Linked DNA regions of Callithrix jacchus: region 1 is linked to region 2. A link is a contact called in public Hi-C data. All regions are on one chromosome and are shown on one strand. Each heading gives the region's core, a stretch centred on a gene start, on an enhancer-like site or on the middle of the called end of the contact. The rest is flanking DNA. Distances are from core to core; before and after follow the strand shown. Region 1 holds the start of RAMAC (RNA guanine-7 methyltransferase activating subunit). Region 2 overlaps HOMER2 (homer scaffold protein 2).

Evidence for each region. Hi-C and Micro-C count contacts between places; a contact is called where the count stands out from the background.
Region 1: a contact with region 2 is called in a Hi-C map of skeletal muscle, with 2.8 times the contacts expected there. The contact joins the promoter of RAMAC here to the enhancer-like site in region 2. A contact is called at or near these places in 2 of 3 Hi-C or Micro-C datasets (both in skeletal muscle).

Annotation. Positions count from the first base shown.
Region 1 is chr6:24,256,928-24,262,219 of calJac240_pri, reverse strand. It overlaps RAMAC (RNA guanine-7 methyltransferase activating subunit), which reads right to left and starts at 1,441. Exons shown (of 4, transcript XM_078326898.1): 1 at 1,284-1,441; 2 at 278-322.
Region 2 is chr6:24,115,785-24,121,263 of calJac240_pri, reverse strand. It overlaps HOMER2 (homer scaffold protein 2), which reads left to right. Exons shown (of 9, transcript XM_008998485.6): 9 at 1-546. Among named protein-coding and RNA genes, the nearest start is that of FSD2, 37 kb to the right of the region's middle. Within about 2 kb of position 1,988, at least 6 of the 16 cell types and tissues checked have an H3K27ac peak or open chromatin away from gene starts, as enhancers often do. A contact at or near this core is called in skeletal muscle, where this site is marked.

The DNA of each region.
Region 1 (5,292 bases), core at 192-2,691, 140 kb before region 2:
AAATTCTCAAATCCGAGGAATGAGTTTCAAATAAATTCAGCTAATTAAAATCATGCCTAGAATTCTATCAGGATCACAGAAATCACTAAAAAGATGACTCATGCCTAATCCAGATGGGCAGTAAAAATCATAAGGTAAGTAAAAAGTGCTACTCCATTTTTATGTTCTCATATGTTCTCCGACGATTCCCCACCCACATGCATGTAAACAAATATCAACTGTTTATTACTGAGAACGGAATTTAAATAGAATGTTAATTGACCCAAGCTTTACTTACCCCAAAGATTTGAGGCAGCTGTATTGCTTAATGTTTAGGTTAAATCTGTGGGAGAAAGAAAACAAACTTGACTTTTACTCTCAAAAGGTGTTTGGAGGGGAGGGTGATGCATTTTCGTCTTACTCAAGGAAAGATTTGGAGTAAAAGTGCTCTAAGGCCCGGAGCGGTGGCTCAGGCCTGTAGTCCCAGCACTTTGGGAGGCCAAGGCGGGCGGATCACGAGGTCAGGAGATCTAGACCATCCTGGCTAACAGGGGGAAACCCCGTCTCTACTAAAAATACAAAAAATTAGCCATGCGTGGAGGCAAGCGCCTGTAAATCCGTACTACTCAGGAAGCTGAGGCAGAAGAATCACTTGAACTCAGGAGGCGGAGGTTACAGTGAGCTGAGGTCGCGCCACTGCACTGCGGCCTGGGCGACAAAGAAAGACTCCGTCTCAAAACAAAAAACAAAACAAGTACTCTAAAGACTTCCAAAGCTAATATTCCAAATAGGGAACTGGCTCTCACAGTGAAGAGCTAGAAGCTACAAGATTTGTCCTCTGGGCATTCAAAAGCAAAATAGTTCAAGTATGAATAAGAACTTCATAAAGTATGTATGTTCTTTTAGGGTAAGCCTTTCAGATTTGTACTCGAACACTACTAGTTTATTCACCACAAATAAAACCACAAAAAACTTCGGCTGCGGGCGACTAACCCTTGAAACCAGAATGGGGTTTCGCTGCCCTAGGAGGTGAGCGTAGAGAACAGACGATATGCAGACTTTTCAACTGCGTTTTCCAGTCTGTCCTCAAGGCACATCACAGCTTGTTTACCAAGGTTCTAGCAGATCTGCTCCCTTCCGAAGCACCTTACACTTTCAGAAGTGAGGGAAATTATGGGCCGTGAGAGGCAAATGGCTTTCGGTTTCGCAAAGAGTACAAATTCACCGCACAGGCGGAGGACACTTCACCGGCAATCCAACTCGGTCGCCCCGCTCCCTCCTCCCGGGCGTCCGGGGCGACTCACCCGCGAAGGGCTGTCTCTATCCAGCTCGGGCTGAATCCCGCCCGCGAGACACTAAGAGACCACAGGAGAGGTGGTCTCTAGCCAACTACGCCGTGGAACTCCAGACCTCCAATGTAACTGAGCCCCTTCCTCTAGAATCAGACAACCATCCGACTTCCGCTTCCGGCGGATCGATGCTGAAGCTAGACTGCCTGTCAAGTCTCGCGATAACTAAGGCTCGTTGTGTAGATCGCTTTGCAACAGAGCGCTTCTTTAAATATTGGCGCAACGCCCAGAGCTCGAGGAGGTGTGGGCAAGTAGCTGTCTAAAGATGGATGATGCCTTGCGCTTTCAGCCTGCCTGGTGGCTGGGCAGTCGAAAACGTCGCTGTCTATTAAGCCACTTTGACTGGGAGCCGGTGACGGGTAGAGACGGAAGTTCTGGGAATCTTGGAGAAGGGAGGGAAAGGCTCCTTCCCGCCGCCTGCTCCGGAGTCTTCGTGGGGAACTCAGGTGAGAGCAGGCCATGAAGAGTAGACATTACTGATGACTTAAGGGATGCTTAAGTTTTCTCTCCTGCCCGGGCAAGCTTCGGTAGTAAGATTTCTATAGTCCATTTAGTATGTGGTTTTGCGGAAACATACCTCCTCTGTGCTCCAGTTTCAGCTGTCCGTATCCAGCTACTTCCAGGAGCCTTGCCCTGCCTTCTGGGATGTTCTGCAAATGTATAAACACTTAATATCCCGACAAAGCTTGGCCTCTTCCCTCCCAAATTGCTTCCCAGGCTATGCATCCGTTTTTGTTAATACAGCCAACTTGGAAACTTTGATGACAGATTTGATGCCCTTTCTTTTTTGTTCATGCTCCCATCACTTGCCAAGTCCTGTCGATTGTACCCCTACAGTGATTCCAGCATCTTCTTACCTACTGCCCCCACCTAATCAAAGTTCTCATAACCATCCCCTGAACGGTGTAAATGCATGTACCTTTCTCACTGATGTCCTGCCTCTAGCATCACACTGCTACTAGCCTATCTTACATATACTCGCCATAGGTGTAGTCATCTTCAAGCACCACCGTGATCCAAAATAGCTGATCCAATGGCTTTCTGTTGCCTGTAGATTAAAGGTCAAGTTTATTAACTTGGATTCAAAACTTTTTTTTTATTTTCTGCTGTTCCCCTTCCATTCTCCCTCAGTAAGTGGTAAACCAGACCTTGTGAAGTACTTCATGCATAAATCATTACTTTTTTTTTTTTGAGACAGAGTCTCGCTCTATCACCAGGCGCCAGGCTGGTGTGCAGTGGAGCCACCTCGGCTCACTGCAACCTCCGCCTCCAGGGTTCAAGCAGTTCTCCTGCCTCAGCCTCCCGAATAGCTGGGACTACAGGCATGCGCCACCACGCCCAGCTAATCTTTTTGTATTTTTAGTAGAGACGAGGTTTCACCATGTTGGCCAGGATGGTCTCGATCTCTTGACCTTGTGATCCGCCCGCCTCGGCCTCCCAAAGTGCTGGGATTACAGGCGTGAGCCACCGTGCCCGGCCATTACATTTTTATAGATTGCTCATGTCCCTTGTATGAAATACCTGTCCCTCCCAATCATCTCCAAATGTTGAAATTCTGTCCATTATTTAAAGCTTTAGAAATAATTTTTCTAAAATTAACTCTAGAAATAATTTTTCTTTATATTGAGAGCCCTTCATATTTTTGGAACTTCATGTATTTATTACCACTTTCTAACTTTGAACTAAAATTATTTATGGGCAAGTCTTTCCCCCTCTAAACTGTAAACAAGCCCTTCTGGTGCATATCTACATTCTGGAGTGTATAACATTGTTGGGTTTTTTTTGTTATTGTTGTTTTTTGACATAGGGTCTCATTCTGTCGCCCAGGCTGGAGTGCAGTGGCACGATCATGGCTTCCTGCAGCTTCAGCTTCCTGGGCTCAGGTGATCCTCTCATCTCAGCCTCCCGAGAGCTGGGACTACAGGTACACACCACCAAAGTACACACCACCACCCTGTTAAGTTTTGTATTTTTCATAGAGATGGAATTTCGCAGTATTGCCCAGTCTGGTCTCGAACTCTGGGCTCCAGTACTCTGCCCACCTCAGTCTCCCAAAGTTCTGGGATAACAGGACTGAGCCCAGCCCCATGTTGTGCTTTTTACATGAAGTTAGCACTCAGTAAATATTTGTAGAATGAATGACAGAACTATCAATATTCCATGTAATTTTTAGAAACATTAACCTAGCAAAAGTGTATAGGATAGCATGGATGAGAAGATAGGATAGTCTTGGTGTTGGGTAGTAAAGGTAAGAGGTAGAAAAACCAAGGTTACAACAAATGAATAATACTATCTTGGAGCCCCAGTAGCGCAATTGGTTAGCACATAGTACTATAGTACTTATAGCACTATCCTTAGTTACTGAGTGGATGATGGGTGAAAAAGATTGGTAGAAATTAGGGAAGGAGCTAGGCATGGTAACTCACACCTGTAATCCCAACACCCTGGGAAGCCAAGGCAGGAGGATCATCTGAGGTCAGGAGTTCAAGAGCAGCCTGACCAACATGGTAAAACCCCGTCTCTACTAAAAATGCAAAATAATTAGCCAGGCATGGTGGTGGGTGCCTGTAATCCTAGCAACTTGGGAGGCTGAGGCAGGGAGAATTGCTTGAACTTGGGAGGCAGAGGTTGCAGTGAGCTGAGATTGCACCACTGCACTCCAGCCTGGGGGACAGAGCAAGGCTCTGTCTGAAAAAACAAAACAAAACAAAAAAGGAAATCAGGAAAGACTCTAATTTTTGAGCCTGAGAAATTGGGGCTGAAAAGGAATGTCCATAAGGTAAATTGGCTTTAAGGCAAAAATGAATTCAGAGCCCAAATAAATTTGTAAAATTTGAGATAGTGGTAAAATATTCAAGAGAAAGTTTCTGGGGAGTCGTTAGAAATACAAGACGAAAGCTCAGGAAACAGAGGCTCTGCCCAAATATGTAAATGTGTGAGTCATTCATGAAGAAACAGTAGTTAAAATCACTGGTGTACAGATGGTCCCCGATGGGACGGTTTGACTTACGATTTTTGTGACTTTGCCATGGTACCATGCATATTTAGTAGCAATGTACTTTAAGTATTCATACAAACATTCTATTTTTCACTTTCAGTACAGTAGTCAATCATATGAGATATTCAACATTTCATTATAAAATAGGCTTTGTGTTAAATAAGCTTGCCCAACTATAGGCTAATGTAAGTGTTCTGAGCATGTTTCAGGTAGGCTAGGCTAAGCTATGATGTTTGATAGATTAGCATTTTTGACTTATAATATTTTCAACTTATGATGGGCTTATATGGACATAACCCCATCATAAATCAAGGAGCATCTGTATATGATCTTTTCAACAGGGAAAGTATTCATAGAGAAGAGAAGGTGCCCAAGGCCTATCCCTCAGGAAATACCCATATTTAGGAGACAAGAATAGGAAATATCAAACTTGAAGAGGGACAGTGTAACAGCTCAAAAACTAGGGAAAATGTTTCCCCACCTAGTATCAGGAAGCAAGGACAGGGGCTTCTTGTAGGCTAGTTTGCTTGTTTCCTTGTGACTATTATTGACATTATTTGTAAGTGACGAGGACTTATCCAGAAAAGAATATACAGGTTGGGCATCCCTAATCCCCAAATCCAAAATCCAAAATGTCTCCAAATCCAAAACTTTTTGAATGCCAACATGACACTCAAAGGAAATGCTCATTGGAGCATTCTGGATTTCAGATTTTCATAGTAGGGATACTCTACTGGTATTTCTTTCCTGTAAATTTGTGTACAACACTTAGGAGCCTCTAGGCCTCTGAGGGTTTCTATGAAGAACTCTAAGTATTCCAGCAGATTTTCAAATGAAATTTTTTCTGCCCACAATGTCTTTTTTTTTTTTTTTTGAGACGGAGTTTTGCTCTTGTTACCCAGGCTGGAGTGCAATGGTGCAATCTCGGCTTACCGCAACCTCTGCCTCCTGGGTTCAGGCAATTCT
Region 2 (5,479 bases), core at 739-3,238:
CTCTGGCCTTGTGAGGTTGTGGACAACTGGAAGATTCTGACTCAGGAATCCAGAACTAGGTCTACCTTAAACATTTATGCAGTTAGGGCAGGGATGTTTATATCTTTCATAAGGGCTGTTGCAACCATATGAACTGAAAAAACACATTTTCTAATCCAAATACTGATATTCTTGACACCAGGCCATCAGGCTCCTTTTATTGAATAGCATTCAGAGTATTTGAATGTCCACCAGGCACCAGCCCCGGGGGGCACAGAGAGAACAACATTCCTCTCCATCAACATCGAGAGGCTTTGAAACTACTGTTTAGTGGAGGCTTATTGAGAGATGGAAAACAAGCTCCCGGTGAGTGCATTTTTTGGCCCGGGAACCGCCTGCCTCTGCGATACTGGCCCCTACCCCCAGTTTGTATGGTTGCGACAGTGTTCCTTTTCTTGGTTTTAATTTCTGAGCAGATGATTGTGCTGTGCGAACAGCACACAGTGAGGGTGCCTTGCACAATGCCTGGCACAAAGTAGGTGCTTAATAAATATCTGTTCAATTAAACATGTACACAGAATTTAGTGTTTTAATCAAACCCCACAGCATAGCTGGGACCCTGTTGAATGATGCACCATCTTTGCTGTGCTGGGTAGTTATCAGACATGAATGTCACTGTGTGGTCAAAACCAAGCTGGGGCTCGGGTGGCCCTGGGGCAGGGAGGGAGAAGGAGAACCAGCAGGAGCTGGTCTGAGGTCCCCTGGAGCCCATCCGTGATGCTCTGCTCTGGGGCTCTCCGACCCTCGAATTGCCTTTTCCCCCAGGAATGGGGGCTGTGGCCTGGAAATTCCAGGTATAAGGGCTGCCCAGGGCTTGGGATCTAGGGTGAGATTCTCTTATGGGTCTGGACAATTGAAAAGAAATTGCAGACAATCACGCAGGGAGAGCCTCAGCCCTTGCAACAGAGGTTTCCACCCACCTTTTCCCCCTGCCTTTCTCAGCTTCTTCTAGGGAAGGGACTGCAGCCATAAACCTCCCCTGTCTGACAGAGCTGCTCAGTGGGGCCAGTGGGCCCGTGGGTGCTGTTGGCATCCTACCCTGGGAGGTCGCCCACGTGTGGCAAGATGTTTTGAATCCCTGGCCCCACAGATCCCTAAATGCCTTGGGCAGGGGGGAGGCTTTGGTGCCCCCTTATCCCTTTGAGAACCGCCTAAGAGAACTACTCCCTCTAGAAACCTCCCGTGGACGCAGAGTTTCTCCCTGCTGAATTTGTATTAATGAGCAAACAACCCAAGGAGGGAGGGAGATAGGGTCCCCTCGCAGGTGCCCTGGGCCCCCAGGTGAATGCATGAGTCCTCCTGCTCTCCTTCCCTTCCCCTCAGTGAGATGCCTCTCTGAGCTGGAGAGTCTTGTGTGGGATGCAGACAAGGGAAGGCCAGGGACCTGGGGCACCAAGGCACTTTAGAGAAGCCCCCACAGGGTGAATGGGGGCTTTGGTTGAGTACACAGGGCTCTTGGCAGACAGGAAGTAGAAAGTGTGGCCAGACCTCTTTGTGATTCGGCCTAGGCTGCTGCTGGCCCTGCCCTTTCCCCAGAGCTCCAGATGGCTCTCAGGACAGTCGGTAGCAGCTTCCTGCTGGCTGCACCAGGAGACCAGAGAGCAGAGCTGGCTATAAGTCGGCCTCCTGGGCCAGCAGCGGGATAGGAATTCTCAAGCCAGCCTGGTCCACCCAGCAGCAGGCTGGGTGTGTGGCTGCCTGGGAGCAGTGGACACTGGGTTCCGAAATCCCCCCACTTGGGTCTTCAGATGACCTCTGTCTGTGTATCAGGTGACTTAAGAATCTAGGAAGAGCCCTCTTGACTGACAAGACCATGCTTAGGTGGCATATACATAGCATAGTTACTAAAGCCACTTGGGCATTCTGCTAGCAGTGACTTTAGAAAACTCCAGAAGTGGAGGTGTAGAAAAGGTTGGAAGAGCCATTTCCACAGTGGGCTGCTGTGCAGTCAAGACCTATGATCCCAGCTCACCAACCACTGAAGTGTGTGGGGAGCCCCCTGTGGGGAGCCCCCTGTGGGCAGCAGGTGAGGAACTTGATTCCTCCTGCTGTGTGTCTGGCTCTATAGCTGTTGCAGCCCCGGAGCTAAGAATAGTAGGGACCCCTTTAAAGGGAAGTTGGGCTTGGCTGTGAAAGCACAACAGCTTTTACAGAGCACTGAAGTTTCCATTCCTTCTGCTTTCCTCTAAAGATCTTAGTGTCTCTTCATTTACTTTCTTTTAAATTAATGGCCCTGGAGCAACCTGGACGGTGTTCCCGTGGGCTGCTGTGACGTGCCCTCGTTTATTCTGGCATCCAGCCCAGTCTCAGTACTGTTGTCCTAACCTTACACCAGATGCAGGCAGAACCTAAGCTGCTCACTGGTGAGCATCGCAGCCGCCTGTGCTCTTGGAAGGTGCAGGGCCAGGTCTGCACTTTCAGTTTGCAGATGAGGTCTCCTGATTTTGGCATTTCCAAGACTGGCTGCTGTACCGTGATAAGCTTTCCTTCTGCCCCCATGAAACCTGGTGTCTAAATGAAGTCAACAAAACTTGGAACTCTTTAATCAAGAGGATCTTTAAAAATTACTTTTCATTCCAGTCAAGACCCAACTGGATACGGGTCTTGGGAGTGGCAAGGAAGCCTCCCTAGTGCTGCCTGGGGAATGTAAAACCACCAGAGAGACAGGTTGGGACAGTGTGGTCAGGCCTTGGAGGGAAAGGACCAGTATCCACACAAGATGTCAAATTCCTGTGGCTCCTCAGTTTCATCTGTCCTGCCTGCCATCATATTAAGGCTTTAATTGGGTTAGAGAACAGGGCAGAGACTGTCCCCTCGTTTTGCAGATGGGAAGTAGAGACAGAAAGTGACATGTCCAGGGTCACCCTGCGGTGACCAGCAGCGTGGACTCTGCATCCAGGTCTCCTGGACCTTAGTACAGTACCTTTTGAGCCATGCCACTCTTGTCCCTTTGGTGACCCATGAATGCCAAGAGAAAATAATTATATCCTGATAAGAGCACATTGCAATTATATTATTTTAATATGTGCCCACAGCAAAGGACAGTTTACAAAGGTATGAATCAGAATGACATTTAGGAATGTTTGTTATAAACAGTAACAGAGTTCCACTTTGAAATGATTCTGGTTTTGCAGGAATCATTCTAAGAAAGTTGGTTAAAATGGTGTCCATGCCTGTGAGGCCAGTTCTATAGAAAACAAACACACCCCGAGGTCTTTACTGGCTTCAGTGGAGGCAGAGCAGTATGTTTAAAACAAGAGGGAGACCTTGAGATCGCAGGAATGGAAACAGAACAGAGTTCTAGTTGGAAGCGGCCTCTCCACTGCCTGCCCCTTCCCAGAGATGCGCTCCTTTCTGGCTTTCCGGGGAGGGAGCAGCCTTGCTCAGTCGGGGGAGCAGCATGAATGGGACCTGATCAATACCCAGGAAGACTGTGCACAGAGGGCCATTGGTCTCCAGCCTGCGGGCTCCGTGAGCACAGTTCATGGTGATGGTGGGCAGGCGCCTGCCTGCTGTGGACTGCATTTGATACAAAACATCAAGTAAAGGGTGGAGCATAATACAGTGAATGTGCCTCCCAAAACTATCATGATCTGCCTGTTTTTTTTTTTTTTTTTGAGATGGAGTTTCGCTCTTGTTGCCCAGGCTGGAGTGTGCAGTGGCGCGATCTCTGCTCACCACAACTTCCGCCTCCCAGGTTCAAGCAATTCTCCTGCCTCAGCCTCCCAAGTAGCTGGGACTACAGGCGTGCACCATCATGCCCAGCTAATTTTGTATTTTTAGTAGAGACGGAGTTTCTCCATGTTGGTCAGGCTGGTCTCGAACTCCCGACCTCAGGTAATCTGCCTGCCTCAGCCTCCCAAAGTACAGGTGTAAGCCACTGCGCCAGCTATGATCTGCCTATTTTAACAGGGCTCTTTTTCTTTAGAAACATCTCCTCCTCTGTAGAAACCAGGAACAATTTTGGATGAGAGCCAACCACAGGATGTGCTGGGGACCTTATGATGAGATCTCACATATGGCCAGGTGCACCTTTGGGAGGAAGGCAGCAGTGATGTGACTTAGCACAGGGACTGGAAAGAGGGAACCAGGGCTGGGCGCGGTGGCTCACACTTGTAATCCCAGCACTTTGGGAGGTCGAGGCAGGCAGATCATGAGGTCAGGAGTTCCAGACCAGCCTGGCCAACATGGTGAAACCTCGTCTCTACTAAAAAAAATTCAAAAATTAGCTGGGGGTGGTAGTAAGTGCCTATAATCCCAGCTACTCAGGAGGCTGAGGCAGGAGAATGACTTGAACCTGGGAGGCGGAGGTTGCAGTGAGCTGAGATCGTGCCACTGTACTCCAGCTTTGGCAACAGAGCTAGACTCCACCTCAAAAAAAAAGGGAGCCAGCTGCTGGTCTTTGCTCATATCCAGAAGTGGATTGTTTGTTCCATTAGTCTTTCTGGAAGTTAAATTCTTTTGTTGCCTTGTCACTAGATTTTGAAGCACTTGCAAACTAGAAGCTTGCAGGATCAATGTCCATATATGTTTTTAAATGATATGCATGGTTTAAAAGGACCCTAATTTCTGAGTACATGGCTTCCCCAAAGATATTGTACATATTTTGGAGATGGTGGGGGTTTTGGCATGGAGAGGGATTCCTGTCTAGTCTAGAAATGTGTGTTACTTACATGTCTCTTTCATGCAACTGTCTCAAGAATATGGGTTTTCTAGTTTGCCTTTAAATGCTACTCAGGCAGGAAGGTGGCTTTGGTAAGATTTTTGAGATGGACGAAATGTTCTAGTGAGCTTAGGACTGGGTGCATGCGTGTGTGTGTGTGTGTGTGTGTGTGTGAACAGCAAAAGGGGAGGTGGGAGAAACAATAAGGAAGAGTTTTTATTAAAAGTATGTACACCTAAAAGGAGATTTTATTTTACTGTTTCTGGTGGTGGTGGTCTAATTTCTGGAATCCATTTACCAGAAGAGTTTGTGGGTCTTCTGTTGGAAGTGGAATTGTACAGTGCCCTACTCTCTGCAGAGCCTTGTGGCAAAGTGGTCTCCCAGGCCCCGGAGACCCCCAAGGGCACCTGGCAGGAGCTGACAAACTATGGCGGAGTCCCAAGTGGTGTGTGTTTTGGCAAGTGATGGGCAGGACTGATGATCCACAGCTGTGGGGCTGTGTTACTGTTTTACCTTCTTGTACTGCTTTTCATAGAAAGTCCTGACTTTACATCAATTGTGAGAGCAGTGTCTTCTGATGTGACAGGAAAGAAGACATTCCTTGCATCAAATGTAAGAGTTTAATATAAGAGTGGAGTAGATAAGTGAACCCTCCCACAAGTACTGTGTGTTTCCCTTTTTAAATGCTTTTTTGGTACATAAATACTTTTTTTTTACAAAGAAATTCCAGATAAGTGAGAAAAATCACCTGTTATTGCACCATCTAATTATAACCAC